Regions from separate parts of the Sus scrofa genome. Here all the other regions are linked to region 3. A link is a contact called in public Hi-C and HiChIP or PLAC-seq data. All regions are on one chromosome and are shown on one strand. Each heading gives the region's core, a stretch centred on a gene start, on an enhancer-like site or on the middle of the called end of the contact. The rest is flanking DNA. Distances are from core to core; before and after follow the strand shown.

Region 1 (3,394 bases), core at 448-2,947, 150 kb after region 3:
CAGGAGGCTCTACCCATGACTCCCTCTTCCCACTGGACCTCATCCAGGAAGCTAGAACCAGCACGGAGTTGCCTAGGCCTCCAAGCCACCCCCCCACTCCCCAATCCCCTACCCCCACCCAGGGCATGTAAAGAACACAAATGGACAGACCATCCCCCAGTCCAGGCCTTGCCTACTCTTGGGACTTAAAGAACCAGAGGGGCCTGCATGAACCCCTAAAACTTACCTAACCAGGCCCTCCTCATTCCAAGGCCCTCTCAGATGTTGCCAAGGAAACAGACACAGCAGCCAGAGAGCCTTGACCCAGGTTTCCATGACAACCTAGAGGCCCACTAGGATCCATCCATCCCTGATGTCACCTGAGCCCTGAATGGGTACCCCTCACCCCCACCAGACTCATCACAAATAAACGTCAGACTGATAGCAAGTACCTGTCCCAAAGCGCCTCACAGCTTGCGTGCCCTCAATCGTCACACACCCTAAATGTGAGCAAGGCAGCTTGTGGCTGGGCACCCTGAGGCTGGGAGGGAGGCAAGACCTAGGAGCCTGAAGGCAGATTCAGGACTGGAAACCAAGCCTCCCCTCTGCGCCCCGGCACCCTCCCTAGGTCTGAGGAGGGACTGATTTCTCTGAGCAGTGGTAGCTAACCCACCCCTACCCACCTACTCTACAATGGTGCCCCTCCTGGATGGGAGTCTGAACCTCCAGATCCTGGAAGTGCCTAGAACAGCAGCCCCAGTCTAAGGCTAAAGGGAGGGAAGGAACATTGAGGACTCAGAGTGGCTGGAGCCAGACCTGACCCTGGTCCAGTTCCACCCCTATCCGCTTCTGCTGGCATCTGACACCTGTCTGCCAGGATCTCCCCAACTTTGGGCAACCTCCAGCCCAGGAGCTGAACGACCAGGGCCAGGTATTTTTAGCAGAGTTGCTGGCAGCTGCCTGGAGGGTATGGAGGTGGGGGAGGTGGTGCTGAGTTCATCCTTTTCCTTCTCAGGGCCTGTACTCCCTCCCCAGGATTCAAGCTTGCACCTTTACCTGCAGCACACTGCCAAGAGGGCCGCCCTTCCCCGCCCACCTCCTCCAAACAGCTCTCCAAGTGTCCTAGGGGTTCAGGTGACACTAACCCTTATCCTGAAGGGCAGGGCCATCAGGTAAAATCTTCAACTCCCAAGGGCAGGGAGGACAGTGGGAAGGACCTGGGGTGGAGGCTAGAAGCCCGGATTTAGGACCTCTAATGTCTTGCTCAGATATGGGCCAGCGGGGAATGGGCAGAGAAGGATGAAGTCTGTCCCACCTGTAACTGGTCTGCTTGCTCAGGCAACAGGCGGGAGGGAAAGGAGAATTCACTTTTAAAGGACGAGACCTCCTTCTTCCCTAGAGGGGTCTTGACGCACTTGGCTGGTCCCCCACCCCCTTGTCCCCACCCGTGAACCCCCCCAACTCCTCCGCACCATTCATACACTCCCCCTCCCTCTCGCTCCTTCCCGGCCCCCCTCCCCATACACACACTCGGGCTCTTTTGTCTGCGGAGTCGGGCGGGGCGTCGGTGGCGGAGTCTGCTGGGCGGGCGGGGCGGGGTCTGAGTGGGTGCGAGGCCCTGGGAGGAGGGTGGGGGTGGGGGATTCCCCTGGGGGGAGGGGGGCAGACACGTCACCCCCGCACCGCGTGGACGGGGGCGAGCGCGGGGGCGGGGGCGGGGGCGGGCAGAGGCTTAAATAGGCGTCTCTGGCGGCCAGACCCAGTGTGGACTGAGAAGGCGGCGGCGGCTGCGGCAGCGTCGAGGGTCCGCGCCTGGGGCTGTGAGTGGATTGTATCCGACCTACCTAGTCCTGACCGTGTCCGTGCGTGAGTGGGTGAGGGTCCTGGCAGGGCGGGGTGGGGGGGGTCGCACCGTCTGGGATGGATGAGTCAGGAGGAGGGGTCACAGGTCCTTGAACCCAATCATCTTGCTGAGCCGGGTCGGGTCCAGGCTCCATTTCCACCGCGGCTTACGCGGCCATCCCGATTCCCGTTGCCCAGACGGCGTCCGAGACGATGACTCTGAATGGCGGCGGCAGCGGAGCCGGCGGGAGCCGCGGCGGGGGCCGGGAGCGCGAGCGCCGTCGGGGCAGCACACCCTGGGGCCCGGCGCCCCCGCTGCACCGCCGAAGCATGCCGGTGGACGAGCGCGACCTGCAGGCGGCGCTGGCTCCGGGCGCTCTGGCAACGGCCGAGGCCGGGACCGCGGCCCAGGGTCCGAGGCTGGACTGGCCCGAGGGCTCCTCTGACTCGCTCAGCTCCGGAGGCAGCGATTCAGACGAGAGCGTTTACAAAGTGCTGCTGCTGGGGGCCCCTGGTGTCGGCAAGAGCGCTCTGGCGCGCATCTTCGGTGGAGTAGAGGATGGGCCTGAGGCGGAGGCTGCAGGTGAGGGGCTGGGACTCCAGGGGAGGGGAGGCCGGGTTAGGGCCGAGGGCTAAAGGACTGATCAGGATTGAAGCAGCAAATACCAAAGGGACTTTTTTTTTTTTTTGAGGGCCGCACTTGCGGCATGTGAAGTTCCCAGGCTAGGGGTCAAACAAATCGGAGCTACAACTGCTGGCCTACACCACAGCCACATCAACACAGGATCCGACCTATATCACAGCTCACAGCAATGCAGGATTCTTAGCCCACTGAGAGAGGCCAGGGATCGAACCCATCTCCTCAGGTTCATTATGGATGAGCCATGACAGGAACTCCCACCAAAGGGATTCTGAAGGCGCTTTGAGAAGCTGCCTCCACCTACCCATTTCAGATGGGGACAGTGGAAGAAGGTACCCCCCAGCCTTTAGTTAGGAAATGCCTCAAGTAGAAGGTTCAGAGCATAGGTGTGATTACTCTGTAGGATGGAAACAGAACATCCCTCCCTGCCAGGACCAGCAAGAACACAGCCAGAGGAGTTTCTAGGAGAGGAGTCCTAGGTAACCAAGGTCCCCAGGGGACACTTGTTCTAACTCAGGTCGTTGTGGTCAGAACCACCCGGGGTCCCAGGCAGCAGGAGGTCAGGCAACACAGGAGCGGCCCCCTGGGGACATTGCCACCTTGGAGAAGGGATATCCAGGGGCAAGGTCAGGCACACCATGCCCTCCACGGCTCCCCCCTACCATTCTTCAGCCCTGTCACTTCTGTTGTCACAGCAGTCATCAGTGGAGGGAAGGTTAGAGGAGCTCTGGGGAGGAGTTGGAGGTTGTGGCCAGAGCAGAAAGCCTGGTGGCATGGAGGAGGGGGAGCTTTTGGCAGCCAGCAGGTAACCTGACTACCGGTCTCTTGCCAGGGCACACGTATGATCGCTCCATCATGGTGGACGGAGAAGAGGCATCGCTCATGGTCTATGACATCTGGGAGCAGGTAGGACGCAGGCTGAGGGCCAGGGCA
Region 2 (3,281 bases), core at 556-3,055, 190 kb after region 3:
AATAATTTCGCATATCTAAAGAAAACAGGTCCCCAAGTCAAGTTTCTGACCCACAGCCTCATAGATAAGAGCGCGGCCTCCGGAGTCCACTAAACCCGATCTCCTTCAAACCCTGGCGCGGCTACGTCCCTGAGCTCCAGCTTCTCAGTCCATAAAAAGGGAAACTAAGTCGCGAAGCGGCGCTCACAGGGCTACTCTGAAACAGCCAGTGCGGACGTCCCTGTACGCAGCCCAGGGTTCGCCGTAAGGCCGCGGGCCCACGTGGCGCGTGTGCGCGAGAGGGATGACCGCAGTTGAGGCCAAGGCTCTTCCCGGTCCGCCGCGGGCCCGCCCCCTCACCTCACCTCACCTCACCTCCGCTCTCCGCCCCAGCACCTGAGCCGACCGACACCGTGGGCCGGAGCGGGCCTGGGGCTGGCCAGGCCCGGCGCGATAAGAGGCGTTCACAACCCGCGTAGCCCACTTTCCTACCTCAGGTCCTCGCCCTCCTCTCACCTGCTTGCGCCGAGGCCTCCGGGCTCCCCCCCTCAATTCCGCGCCTGCGTGCAGTGCTGCGGCTGCAGCCACCCAGGACTCGCCTCCCTGAAAGTACCTCTAGTGCAGATCCCCGGCTGCCGGAGAAGGAAGCATCCTCTTGCCAGTCTTTATTGGTTCATCTGTGGAGGCGGGCCCATGACGGGCAGCAGAATTGCCCAATGGCTGAGGAGGACAAGAGGGCGGGACCCGGAGGGGCCAAATCCGGTTCCTCCTCAACTTCCCCCGCCCACCTCCATCCACCCTCCGGGCTCCTCCGGACTATAGGTAACCTCCTAGACTGTAGGTAGCCCGGGTGCAGGGATCAGGCAGTCCTGTGGCAGAGCATCCCACCACGTGACACTCCGCACTCTGCACACCCCAAAACGCCCAGGCTCTCCCACTCGTCACCGTTGTTAATAATACCCCACGGCCTCCTCTCCGTTTCTGTGCCAACCCTCTTTCAGGCGCCACACCCTTCTATATCTACTTGCCTCCCTCTGGAGGCCCTCCGAACGCCTTAAACACAGCTTGCCTAGAAGTCATCTTTCTGCTAACTTTGCTCTTTCTTTCCTCCCCTAACGTAGTAACGGCCCCACCATCTGCTCAGAGATTCAAGCCCCAAGTAGGAGTCATTTTGACACCTCTCCCTTCACCCCTACTCCTCTCCTGTCAGTTATCTAATCCTGTTCACCTCATCTCCTAAACAACTCCAATCCAAACATTTGCCTCCAGCTGCTCTGCCACTCTATTCCATTCTTCTCATCTGGTCTCCCCACCTCTGACTTTATCTTGGCCCTAGTAGCTCTGCTTCTACAGAATAAGTAGGGTGATCCTTCTACAATGCAAATTGCTGCTGTAAAATCTTGTAAAATGCTGTAAAATGGCTTCCCACCAACCATTGGGCCTTGAACTGACATTTACATTGGCATGGCCACTGACCGTTACCACAATAGTTGGTTGGTGGGTTGAGAAAGGCTGAGAACCATGACACCAGATATTCCCTTAGTCCCTTCCATTGTGGCATCAGAAGTTCTGCATCCCAGTTATGGCCTGCTGCCTTTCAAATCACTGTAAAAGAACTCTCCTACTGACTGTGGTAAGTCAAGGGCAGTCCTCCCACCAGAAACAGAGAAAAATAGGAGGTGACCAGAAAAGGCCACTTAGAGCCCTGGAAATGTGGTCTTCTAGAAGGAAGACACACTGACTTACCTGGGGAACCTGGCCAGCCCACCTGGATCCAAGGACCTGCCTGCCATAAAACAGCTCCTGTCATACTTGGCCCTGATATGATATTCATACCGCCACTCACCCTTGGTCCCTTCCGGAAGTACTAAAGAGTAAGTCAGAATTTGCACTATCTCTCTTCCTGGATACTGAAAGGGCTGTTTCAGACTTAAACTAAAAATAACTCTAAGGGATTCTAAATAAATTGGTGTAGTCTTTTAGTTCATTTGGGGTTATAAAGGGTCATCCTTCAGGACAGAGGCAGCACAGTTTAATTACTCAATCTGTAGGCGTTTATGGGTGCCTGAATATGCCAGGCCCTGGGCCAACAACTGGAGACACCGAGATGGCTGCCTCCGCCACACTTTCCTGAAAAGATTACATCACTCTGCTAAGTCTGAAACCACTCAGTTTTTGTAAGTTACCACACACACACACACACACACACACACACACCACTTCCAAAGTAGAAAGTCACCCTTGAGGGTTTTGTGTGCACCAGAACTTTTGCTTAAAGGCTATAATCAGCTCAGACATCCTATAGATGTTGGCCAGCCCTAGAACCCTACCCAAGGCTTCCTTGTCTCAAGGTCTTATTAGAAAAGAATGAATGAAGGATGTGTGGATTCAATGCCCAGACTGGTGCAGTGGGTTAAGGATCTGACATTGTTGCTGCTGTGACTCAGGTTCAGTCCTTAGCCTGGGAACTTCCATACGCTGCGGGTGCAGCCAGAAAGAAAAAAAGAAAAAAAAAAGGAAGATTATCCTTGGTGGGCCTGATCTTATCAGATGAGCCTTTAAAAGGGATGAGTTCTTCCTGGTGGGGAGATTTTCTGCTGTGGAATCAGCAATGGGGGTCTAGTATGGGGAAGAGGAGGCAAGAGGAAGCTGGGAGACAGCCCTGGAGCCCCTCCAGAAGCACAGCTTCCCATTCTTGCCCATACAGCACTGGCCTGGGCTACGCTGTGAAATGGTAGTTTTCCAGGAAACTGCGGGTACCTCTCCTGCCACTCTTGCGGAGGCCCTGCCCTGAAGGCCCAGGGCTCTCCTTTTAGGCAGGATCAGGGTGGACTGTCAGCACCCTGACCTAAGGACCCCAAAGCCCAACACGAAGCCAAAAGTCAGATTGGAAAGCCCAGGAAGGAGCTATTGGCGAGGACAGAAGTCAGAGAGAAAAACAAGATTACAACAAAGAAGAGCAGGCCTTTGATAATAACCGAAATTATTTATTTCTCTATTTCTCTCCCTTCCCCTTCCTCTTGCCCATGCCTCTGCGTGCAGAGAAAAGAGTAACAATATGGTTAACAGCTGTTAACAATGCTTATCTCTGTAGGAACTTTCACATTCTTTGACCACTTATTTCTTTATTTCCTTTTTGTCTTTTTAGGACCACACCTGAAACATATGGAGGTTCCCAGGCTAGGGGTTGAATGGGAACTGTAGCCACTGGGGTACACCACAGCCACAGCAATATCAGATCCAAGCCGAGTCTGCGACCTACACCACAGCTCACGGCAACGCCAGATCCTTAACCCATTGAG
Region 3 (3,386 bases), core at 267-2,766:
CTAGCTTCCCAATCAAGTTCTTGGTGCTTCACAAGAAGCTGGAGTGTTTCCTACCAGCTAAAATTCTGTGAAGAACTCTGAGGAGAGGTATAAGTTTTGAGAGAAGTTAGCTGAAAATTCTCAATAAACCAAATCAGCTCCCACAACCCAGAGGAGGCTTGTTCAGTTCACGGAGACACAGAGCACCGGCAGAGTCCTATCAGCACATCTGTTCTGCAGTTTCTCACCTACTCTATCTCCATAAATATAAGTCTTCCAGATTCAAGGATAAGATATAGCCCAATGGAGCAGCTGACTCAGTCCAGTAGCCATAATTAGTGTGACAAAAGTTCAAGCCTGTACAAACAGCACAGACACCTGCTCTCCACCCCCTTTCCCTAGTGCTGGAAAATAAAAGTAAACACACTCTGGGGTTACCGAATGCAAATACTTGTACACGTTAAAGTGGTGACATTAAGGATAGCGAAAAATGGGCCCAAACCCACAAAATGTCCAAACTGCATTCCCCACAAACTAAATGTTACTTTCCCCAAACTCCTGTCTCATTCAACTTTTAACTCTGTCCACTAAGGATTAGGTTTAGGATTACACCACATATTGACCACATTAAAAACAAGAAGAAAACTAGACAAAAGTTCCTTTAACGCACACAAACTCTCCTCAACTCTCTTGACCAGACCCCCAACATCTGATGATCGTAAAGGTGCCTAGGTTTCTCCTTCCGGAGAGGCAATCAACAGCCCAGAAAAGCAAAGAGACAGACTACAGTGGCGGTGTCAGTCACTCCTAAGCTATTCGGTCCACAAAGTGAGGATAGTAATAACAATAGTAGCTACCATCAAGTCCCCGGAGGCATACTTGAGATAATTAGACACCAGAGAGCAGGGCCTGGCCTTGAGTTTAGTGTTTGGGGTGCGTCAGCCATTATTGTTATTATTACTGTAGCACTGCCCCCTCGAGAGGCCTGCGGAGGACGGAAGAAAGGGACTTCAAGGCCCGGCTGTGCGATAGGCTACTGAGTCGGGACTGTAGGAGAGGGTGTCTAGTGCCCGGAGCCCAAAGAGCTGAGGAGCCGTGGGCGCAGGAGGGTAAGGGGAGGAGGCCAGAGGTGGGAAGGGCCAGGAAGGAAGGAAGGATCGGCGAGTAGGGTCGTGAGAGAGGATACCACTCACCCAGCGCGAATTCCCATTGCTCGTTCCCCAGAGAGCGTTCGGGTACCACCTCCAGATCCAGCATTGGTTCGGCTCGCCGGGCCAAGGCGGCCTCCCTGCCGTAGCGCAGATGGCAGCGGAGCTGAAGAGACAAAGTAGCGGGTGACCCACCGCGCCCCCTGGCCCTGCTCGCCACCTCCCACCGAGTCGCCAGCGCTACCGGCCCCACAAACTTCACCTGACCTCACCACACCTCACCTCACCGACAGCAGCCGCGGCGGCTTGGGGCAGCAGCGGCAGCGGGAGCTGGAGCGTCTGCGGCAAAAGTGGCGTGCCGGGCCGTAAAGTGTGGCGGAGGCGGGGCGAAGGCGGGATTTCCACGGTTAGAGCGGGACCAAGGCGGAGTCACGCACGCGCAAACTCCGGATAGGCGGCTGTTATAGATGCCTTACGGTACCATACGGAAGTGCGGGCTCTCTTGGAACCAGGAGCATCGTACTCCGTGAACCCCCACATCTGTACACCACATCGCACACGTTCCACACGAAGATGTGTGAACCGGGCAACACATACATGTAACACGGCTATATAGCACCCGTCTGCCGTCTACGCGTACGTCTCAACCACATTCACTGGGCTCAAAAGGCGAGTTATGAGGGCGTACCCTCTGAGGCCCACCGGGGAGGGAGGACACGGAGTCTCAAAGTACAAGGCCCGCGAGCGCCCTGCCGCTCCCGGTTGGGGCCAAGACCGACCCCGGCAGCAGCTACCTCTAGTTGGCCAGGAATGACTCCTCACTGCAGCCCCTGGGTCTCGGGTCGTACTCAAAGTGCGTGTGTAGGGGCGGGGGGAGTTAGGGGAGAGGACTAGGTAGGGGAGGACGTCCTGACTGACTACTTCGTGCTGTGCGCAGGCCCCAGGGCTGGGATCCCGAGGCTGCTGAAGCTCAGACTGAGTCAGAGTCGGCTGTGTCGCTGACTCTGTGGGGTCTTGACCAAAGGTCTTGTCTTTATGCCTCAGTTTCCTCATTTAAAAGCTTTTAGTTCGGGCTCTGGGTACTCTAATACTGACATCTTATGGAGCCAACTCTTCATGGACGCACATGGACGCAGTGTCTGGATTGTCACATCCACCCTGAGACTAAGATTGGTTATATCTCACTTTACAGGCAAAAAAAAAAAAAAAAAATTGACGCCCAGAGAAGCTGAATGGCTCGTGGTCCTAGGCGTTAGAACTCAAATTCTTAATATTACATTGCCTGTGGAGGAAGGTTTTTAGCAGGGGAGAAAATGACAAGCTAAATTCTTAAAACTAGTAGGAGTGGAACGTGGAGGCTCTATCAAAACTTTAAGTCAGGAGTTCCCGTCGTAGCGCAGTAGTTAATGAATCCGACTAGGAACCATGAGGTTGTGGGTTCGATCCTTGGCCTCGCAGTGGGTTAAAGATCTGGCATTGCCTTGAGCTGTGGTGTAGGTCACAGATGCGGCTCGGACCCTGTGTGTTGCTGTGGCTGTGGTGTAGGCCGGTGGCTATGGCTCTGATTAGACCCCTAGCCTGGGAACCTCCATATGCCGTGGGTGCAGCCCTAGAAAAGACAAAAAGACAAAACACACACACACACAAAATACCTTGAAGTCACTGCTACTTGTATTAAAGCAAACATGGAGAAGGTTGTCCAATTGCAGCATCCTTTGCCAGACTAATAGAACTGAGTCATTGAGATGTCCATCAGTAGGGAAGTGACCAACTAAACTCTGACATATATATAACAGGATGAGTTTTTAAAAGATGAGATATGTCCCTATATGCTGATGTGGAATGACCTCCACAAGAAAAAAGCTAGGTGCGAAATTGTAGTATTATGACCCATTTTTTTCTGTAAAAACAAATAAAAGTGGCCATACTGAAAAAAGGAGAACATTTCTTGAAAGAAAAACATAAAATTATCAATAATACCTAATACTGGGAAGGAGGCTGGGGGCCAGGGACATTTACTTCTTACCACACATGGCAAGCATTAAAGATGTGTTTAGGGAGTTACCGTCGTGGCGCAGTGGTTAACGAATCCGACTAGGAACCATGAGGTTGCGGGTTCAGTCCTTGCCCTTGCTCAGTGGGTTAATGATCTGGCATTGCCGTGAGCTGTGGTGTAGGTTGCAGACGCGGCTCGGATCCCGCGTTGCTGTGGCTCTGGCGTAGGCCAGAGGCTACAGCTCCAATTCGACCCCTAGCCTG

Evidence for each region. A called contact is a pair of places that touch in the nucleus more often than the background predicts. HiChIP or PLAC-seq counts read pairs in DNA pulled down with a chosen protein or histone mark.
Region 1: a contact with region 3 is called in an H3K27ac HiChIP or PLAC-seq map of skeletal muscle. The contact joins the promoter of RRAD here to the promoter of C6H16orf70 in region 3. A contact is called at or near these places in 1 of 47 Hi-C or Micro-C datasets (subcutaneous adipose tissue) and 2 of 2 datasets of contacts at active chromatin or transcription factors (alveolar macrophages and skeletal muscle).
Region 2: a Hi-C map of embryonic fibroblasts shows a contact between it and region 3, with 1.7 times the contacts expected there. The contact joins the promoter of PDP2 here to the promoter of C6H16orf70 in region 3. A contact is called at or near these places in 2 of 47 Hi-C or Micro-C datasets (embryonic fibroblasts and liver) and 2 of 2 datasets of contacts at active chromatin or transcription factors (alveolar macrophages and skeletal muscle).

The regions. Positions count from the first base shown.
Region 1 is chr6:27,603,430-27,606,823 of Sscrofa11.1, reverse strand. It overlaps RRAD (GTP-binding protein RAD), which reads left to right and starts at 1,697. Exons shown (of 5, transcript XM_021094029.1): 1 at 1,697-1,799; 2 at 2,020-2,404; 3 at 3,294-3,367. The coding sequence starts at 2,035.
Region 2 is chr6:27,563,947-27,567,227 of Sscrofa11.1, reverse strand. It overlaps PDP2 (pyruvate dehydrogenase [acetyl-transferring]-phosphatase 2, mitochondrial), which reads right to left and starts at 1,805. Exons shown (of 2, transcript XM_021094015.1): 1 at 1,726-1,805. It overlaps LOC106508763 (a long non-coding RNA gene), which reads left to right and starts at 749. Exons shown (of 3, transcript XR_002344554.1): 1 at 749-1,612; 2 at 1,705-1,853. CA7 (carbonic anhydrase 7) reads right to left here. Exons shown (of 7, transcript XM_021094019.1): 7 at 3,262-3,281.
Region 3 is chr6:27,755,706-27,759,091 of Sscrofa11.1, reverse strand. It overlaps C6H16orf70 (UPF0183 protein C16orf70 homolog), which reads right to left and starts at 1,516. Exons shown (of 17, transcript XM_021094040.1): 1 at 1,410-1,516; 2 at 1,173-1,293. The coding sequence starts at 1,236.